2 separate regions of the Sus scrofa genome follow, and region 2 is linked to region 1. A link is a contact called in public Hi-C data. All regions are on one chromosome and are shown on one strand. The core of a region is the stretch at or near the end of the contact, and the rest is flanking DNA. Distances in the headings are between cores, read along the strand shown.

Region 1 (3,727 bases), core at 879-3,378:
GGCTGAAAGCGAGCCCTTTCAACTCAAGGACATGGGTCTTTAGCTCAGGAAAGGTTTTTTTTTTTTATGTTCTTTAGTGTTACTTCTTTTCCTGTTATCTGAATTTTCCTAGTAATTCTTGTATTTGATCTCTTTCATCTTTTACTTTTTTAGTGTCTTTTTCTCTTCTTTTTTTTTTTTTTTTTTTTTTTTGTGCTTTTCAGAGCATTGTTTTAGAGATAATATCGACCCTGGAAAGAGCAAAGGGTTTGGAGTTAAACCAACTAGGATCAAATCACCTCAGTAACAACCTCACTTTGTATGCATTTGAGAAAACTGCTCATGCCCTCTGAGCCTCTATAGTCTTCTTTGTAAAATGGAGAATGTTCTGGACTGTGGCTCACAGGGTGAGGAGTGCCAGCAAGACTACACTAACCAAGATCTTGCTTGAAAATTTACCCATAAAACATTTTATTCTTGAATTGGTGAGTACAGTGTATAATTAAACAAGCACTAAAAAATGGGGCTCCCTGATGGCCTAATGGTTAAGGATTCAGCATGGTCACTGCTGTGGCTCAGGTTTGATCCCTGGCCTGAGAACTGCACGCCATGGGCGCAGCCAAGAAATAAAGTAATAAAAAGCAGTAGAACAGACCACAGTTTGAAAATGTTCATCCTGCTATTTAGTGGTCCCCTGTGTTGGGTACATTTGTCAAAGTCCAATTATTTAAATAATTGTATGCTGATTTTTATCTCAGCCATATACTATATCAAAATTCCTCTGTAGATCTTTTTGGAAAGGAGATAATACAGACACTTAAAAGAACAGAAATTTTTTTTATACACGCACATACACATTAGCCTGCATGCACACATATATAGCAACAACGGAGCAACTTCAAAAGGCCCCGAAAAAATTTCCAGGAGCCCCTGCAGGTGGTTAGGAACGTTTTGTGTTAATTAACACTAGTAACAGTAATAACAATAAAATCAAACATTTATTGAGCATTACTGCACGCCAGGTAAGTCGTCCAAAGGCATGTGTTATTACAGTGTAGGGAGCTTAAATGACATGGCCAAGGCCACATGCCAGTAGGTGGCAGATCAGGCAGAACCCAAGACTGCATGCTGAGCTGACGCCACTGTGCATAATTAACTCTATATGTACTTCGACTCACACTGTCCCTCTCCCTGTACCATGAGCTCCATGAACATAGGGGACATAACTGCTTTATTCTCAGTGTCCCCACCAGCCAGCCCAGTGCCTGGCACATAGAAGAAGCTCGATAAATATCTGTTGAATGAATTAATTAAATGATTAATAATTAATGAACTGAAGTCCAGCTTAACCAGTGCACTCTGCTACCTCTATTTATATAAACTGCTATCTTATGTTTCAGAAAAATTTTCTTTCTTTAAGCAGGTTTGAGGTAAAAGTCTGCTATAAAATAAAGTTAGATCTTACTCGTGAATTATTTCCCACAGAAAAGTTTGGACCTTACCCCTAACCGCCCCCCTGGCACCCCACCCCGATGCCACTGCAGTTAGGATCCGTCTTGCCTGCAGTATAGCTGTTCTGGAAGCAGAGATTACGCTTCGGTGTTAGAAGATAGTGCTGGCGAAGGGGGGCCAGTTTTCCCCGAGTGCAGGCGTGAGAGTCCCTTCCCCTTATTCACCACTGAGAAGTGATAGCGCCTTCATCCAAAGCCTCTTATCTTCTGCACCAGGAAGATTGTTTTCAGCTCCCTCCATTTCTTTTTTTTTTTAACTTACTTATTTTATGTTCGCCTGTTACAGTATTCCTGTCTCTCCTGGCTCTCGTATTCTCTTTGGATGACTCTGTCTCTTTGGGGCAAATAATCAGCCTCTCTGATGTCTGTTCCTCCTAAAGTTACTCTTCGGGTGCATGAAGAGGGTGTTGATGAGACCTTACGGGGGCAGGAGAAGAGGACTGGGGATCCACATGGGCCCTCTGACTTCTCTCTGGTCTATCACAGAGGAGGAACCATTAGGTGTAACTGGAGTCCTGCGGCTTTTGGGGGGCGGGGGCATTGGAAAGCACCTGTGCCTGAAGTCCATGGCCCCAGCCGTGAGGTCACTGCAGTGTGAACTCTCTGACTTGGTGCCAGGTCTCTGCCGGTTGCCGGGCCTCTTGGAAGCGCTGTACTTTCCCACTGGTTTATCAGCTGCCAGCAATGGGTCAGACAGGAGGAGGCGGGAGCATTGCCTGACATTCAGGTCTAATCTTGCTGACCAACCATGCTTGAAGCTTCCGAGTTACTGCCCCTCGAAGTGTCCAAACAAGTTCTACCTGGACTTCAGGATTCCTGTGGAGGCCCTGCCTGGGAAGTGAGCCTCTAGTCCATATGCCTGCAGGTCTTACCTTGATGTGCCTGCAGCTTCCCCACCCCCACCCCTATCAAGTCGCACCCTCGGAGGACTCAAGGGCCCCAGCATCTAACCCCTTAGCTTTCCTGTCTTCCCTTTCCTTCCTTCCTTCCACCAAGGTAGGGTCGGTGTCCCATTTCTGCTACCTGCTGGAGTAGATTTTCTCAGTCCTATCTTCTCCCTTCAGGAAATAATAGTTGCTTCACCTCCTCACCGAGGAGGGTTACCAGGTACTGGAGGAGGAAGAGTGGAGCAAATGCAAGGGAAATTTTTGCTTACTTTACTTTCCAAAGATAGCACCTATATTGCATTATAAATTGTGATAAGCACGCTGAAGGAAACAAAGACAGAACAGCACAGGAGACCTGCCGCAGTAAGATAGTCCAGGGACAGCTTCCTGAGGAGGTGACATTTAGAGAGACCTGCAGAGTGTTCGCTGGTGGTGCAAAGACATCACTGCTGTGGCTTGGGTGGCTGCTGTGGCATGGGTTCAATCCCTGGCCCAGGAACTTCCACATGCTGCTAGGATGGCCAAAGAATAAAAAAAAAGAAAAGAAAAATAGGAGTTCTTCGGGGTGAAAGGGAACTAGCCGCATAAAGAGTGGAGAAAGGGGCAGGGGGCATCCAGACAGAAGGCACGAGAAATACCAGAGAAACAGGAGTGCTGGGGGGATGACCCTTGGATAGTAGGAGAGAAGTCAAGGAGGTGGGAGTTGGATCCAGGACCACCGTGGAGGCAGCATGGGGTGGGCAGAAGGAGCACTAGTCCCCTTCTACTGAGACGTGCCAGTGCCTCTTCTCTAGGTCCTAGATTATGTGCTACGGCTGGGCAAGTGTTTGCTGCCAGCTGAAGGGCAGTGAAGAGCTGAACACATCAAAGCAGAACATTGGCCTAAGGGGTCAGTTGTCGCTCCGCTGTTGGCCCAAAACCAGTGCCGAAGGCTGCAGGAAACCCAAGGACACGGGCTCCTCAGCCCTCCCTCACTCCTGCCGTGAGCACACATCTGTTGTTAGACAGTAACATAGCTCAGTTACTGCTTGAAAATGTCTTGCACGTCTCTGGCTGCGTTTCTTCTAAACCCAAAGAAAAAGGCATTTAAAGAAATGATTCATGCAGCCACTATGGAGAACAGTGTGGAGGCTCCTTGAAAAACTAAATACAGACTATGATCCAGCAATCCCACTCCTGGGCATATATCTGGAGAAAACCATGATTTGAAAAGGTGTATGCACCCCATGTTCACTGCAGCACTATTTACTGTAGCCAAGACTGGGAAGCACCCTAAATGCCCATAAACAGGTTTGGATAAAGATGATGTGGTACATATATACAGGAATATTACTCAGCCATAAAAAGCAT
Region 2 (3,727 bases), core at 745-3,244, 82 kb after region 1:
GCTTCAGCCCTACTTTGGCCACTTTCCGCTGTAATCCAGAGGCTGGGAGCCAGTGCAGCACAGTGGGTCAGAACCAGTGGGTATGGTTCAAATCCTGACTGTACTACGCACTGTCTGTGTGACCGGGACAAGTCACTTAACCTCCCCAAGCCTCAGTTTACTCACCTGTAAAGTGGCCTTAACGATGCTGTCTTCCTCATGGGGTTGTTTTGAGGATGAAAGGAGCTGATTATGTAAAGCACTTAGATCTGAGACTAGTACTGAATAAGTGCCCAATCACCGTAGCCGCGATGGTGGGAAGGCTGTGCAACTGAGGGTGAGAGGCTGCGGTGGAGGTGGGGAGCTGCATTCAAGGCTGGAGTGAGGCTGGACGGGTGCTCCATAAGGGGATATTTGAAACTGTTGCATCAGCAACTCCTACCCATACCAACCTCTGACTGCTACCAGCACCTACTTATAGATACCAAGGACCGCGGACACACAGTCTTCAGAGGTCCCCTTACATGCTCGTGGGGGCTTCCCATCAGAGCAACAGATGCTTCAGCGACCAAGAGCCAGCCCCATCTGGCAGTCCCGTATTTACCCTAGAAGCCCCGCCGGCCACCATCAGGCGTAGGACGAAGTGGGGCAGGATGAAACATTCCCAGAGGACCGGTGCAGCAGAAACTGTGCTTTACCCAGCCGAGGATAAAAATGTGCCCTGCCGGCCGACATCCACCCTATCTTCCACTCCCAAGAACAGCTAACGTCCAGGAGAATCCTGGCTTCTGAGAACTTGAGGCAAGGCATTTCCTAACGCCACCTAGTGTCCATGAGGGAGAATTGCATCAGCTGAAGCATGAATCTCTCTGCTGCCTCCCAGTGGCAATGGGTGGGTTCACAAGACTAAGGCGGGAAACTCCCCTGGTACCTCCTAATGGTCACTATGCGCTTAGCACCTGCTGGGCCTGGGGTGCGGGCAGAACACAGCTGGAAGAGGCCTCTAACTAAGGAATGCAGGAAGCCTCCAGAAGCTGGAAAAAGCAAGGAAACAGATTCTCCCTCTAGGAGGAAGGTAGCCCAGCACACACCTTGATTTTAGCCCAATGACATCCATCTCAGATTTCTGACCTCTAAAGTTGTAAGCCCCAAATTACACAAGCCCAAAGTAGAGAAGGGCTTATCCCAAACAGATCTGTGGGTGCGGCCTGCCTAATGGGGTGAATCCCCCTAAGATTCATAGAAGACCTACCCACAAACCTACAATTATATTGGCAAAAACACTACCAGCTCTAACTGAAAAGGACAGAGGCAGTACAAAAAGACGAGGCCTAGGGCCCCCAAACTCATTTCTGCTTCCCAGGTAACACATTCTTATCTCCTTAACGTCAAAATGCCTCTAAAAAACTAAACCGGTCTTCAGAACATTGATTAGTGAAGAACTGTCAACAGGCTTATGGGGCAATTTCATCAATGATCTGAGGAAGTCCACTAAAATATCCCCTGGTGCAGGAAAGAAGCCTCCAAAGACAGAATATTCGTTATCTCCTCTCGCAAGAGTTCTGATCGAACACTATTAAAGTGTGTTTCTGCCCCTGAAATTACTGAAGACAGCTCCTTCCTGCTGATAGGTTTTTATACTTTGAGCATTCCAAGACTGCTTCACACCAAGGGGCCCCCACTTCCTTTACTCGTCCTAAACTCTCAGCGGGGATCAAGAGGACCGTGGAGGTGGGGAGGTGGCTGGGTTTGAGCCCTGAGCTGAAGAACAAGGGAGAGAACCTCAGCAAGCCACAGCTCCGCGGACCACAAATCACTGAGGGAAAGTCAGGCGACTAGCGCTAGCGTCTGTCTGCGCCTGCGCTAAAAGCACCGCTCCCAGGATCCTTCGCGGCTAATTCGCGTGTTGTTTCAGAGGACCCCGACCATTGGTTCAGTGGACCCGAAAGGCATGTGGACCAAAGTATGATGGGAAATAGAGTCTGGGAGTAAGAACAGGCGGAAGCCTCTCTGGGAAATACGGTGCACGATGGTGTGCGGGAACCGAGAGAGGAAAAAAAAACGTTTTGGCCAAAAACGGAACCCAGAGATTCCTGGGAAATGAAGTCCGGTGGGGCAGGGAGGCCTATGCGCATGACCGGAAGTGGCGCTATTCAAGCGCGCCCCCTTTGGCGCGAGAGCCAGGCCCGCGACCGCAGTTTTCTGAGCGCGCTGAAGCCGGGGGCACTCTCTCGCGCGTACCCAGCGGCAGCTTTTTCATGCTGTGATGTGCTTGAGATCCAGTCGACAGTGAGAGACCCGGCTGGAAAGGTCCGACCTTGCTCAGCATCACAGGCTCAGACCTGGCCTGTGAGGGGAGAAGCCTGAGAGAAGAGCCCAGAGCGGGGTTGGGGCTGCAGTGAAGCGACGCTGACGCTCAGAGAACTGCTGGGAGGCGGTGGCGCGAGGTGGGACCCAGATGCTGGAGGAAGGTGAGAAGGAGTGGTGGAGCGGTTTGTGGCTTCCAGCTTGCCCACTAACACAGCTGCGTGGCCCGGATCAGAACTTGGTAGTTATCCTTTCCACAGGTGGTTGGGGACGATCCTTTTTTGAATAAAGAATTCCAGGGTCGAAAAAGTTTGAGGAGCTCAGCCTTGGATCATCTCTGAGTATCCTGTCCTTTACTCCGATCTGTTGATGGACCCATGGCATCGCAAAGTAGAGAGAAATAGACTCTAGGAAGGACAATGGGACGTACCCAGGGCCTCTCTATTGCTTCTGAATTTCCATCCCTCTTGAAGTAGCCAGGGATGCTCGGAATGGGAGCCTATTGGCTTCACCTGATACTGAGGGTGGGTTCAACCCATTTGGATTGTGAAACCGTGGAGGATACTCTGTATTTAGAATCAGAAGGCTGGGATTCCTGTTTAAGCTGTAAGGTATCAGCTGGGTCTCTTGACCTGTGTTTCTTCATGGAGGAAAAAGGTAAAATAACATTAACTACCTCCTTCACCTCTAAGAACTGTAAGCATCAAATAAAATAACATTTTTGAAAGCACCTTGAACGCTTTACTGAACAGAACTGTTGTGTATGTAATTTAACCACTGAGGCAATGCCGTCTTCCCCTAGACCAAAGGGTCCCTGAATTGTTCTGTCATTCCAGTGCAATTTCACACCCAGTATTTCACGCTGTCTTTCCTGAGAGACCTGGGAACACAAGCAGGAGGGTTACCTGTCTCCCCGTACTACCAAAGAGGGAGATAAGCACAGTGGATAGGTACAGATAGACACAACTCAGTAACATGAAGTCTGTACTAAAACCAGTATTTGGACCTCTTTACTTTTTTTGAGCTATTTCTGAGGACTGCTTTACCTCTGCTATTTTTTTGAGTTGAGATATAATTTACATCCATAATGTTCACTTTTATAGTATACAATTCAGGAGTTCCCGTTGTGGCTCAGTGGGTTAAGAACCTGACGCAGTGTCTCTCCATGAGGATACAGGTTCAATCCCTGACCTTGCTCAGTGGATTAAGGATCTGCTGTTGCCCCAAACTGTGGCCTAGGTCACAGATGAGGCTCAGATTTGGCCTGGCTGTGGTGTAGGCCAGCAGCTACAGCTCCAGTTCAACCCCTGGCCTGGGAGCTTCCATGTGCCCCGGGTGTGGTATTAAAAAATAAAGTATACAATTCAGCAGGTCTTTTTCTTTTTTTTCTTTTTGGCTATACCAGTGACATGTGGAAGTTCCCAGGCCAGAGATCGAACCT

The links. Hi-C and Micro-C count contacts between places; a contact is called where the count stands out from the background.
Region 2: a contact with region 1 is called in a Hi-C map of liver, with 4 times the contacts expected there. The contact joins the promoter of ZNF79 here to the enhancer-like site in region 1. A contact is called at or near these places in 1 of 5 promoter capture datasets (liver) and 6 of 47 Hi-C or Micro-C datasets (fetal heart ventricle, fetal liver, liver and 1 more).

The regions. Positions count from the first base shown.
Region 1 is chr1:267,857,538-267,861,264 of Sscrofa11.1, forward strand. The region is part of intron 6 of GARNL3 (GTPase-activating Rap/Ran-GAP domain-like protein 3); the gene reads left to right. Among named protein-coding and RNA genes, the nearest start is that of SLC2A8, 66 kb to the right of the region's middle. Within about 2 kb of position 2,129, at least 10 of the 83 cell types and tissues checked have an H3K27ac peak or open chromatin away from gene starts, as enhancers often do. A contact at or near this core is called in fetal liver and liver, where this site is marked.
Region 2 is chr1:267,939,959-267,943,685 of Sscrofa11.1, forward strand. It overlaps ZNF79 (zinc finger protein 79), which reads left to right and starts at 1,995. Exons shown (of 5, transcript XM_003480610.4): 1 at 1,995-2,450. The coding sequence starts at 2,438.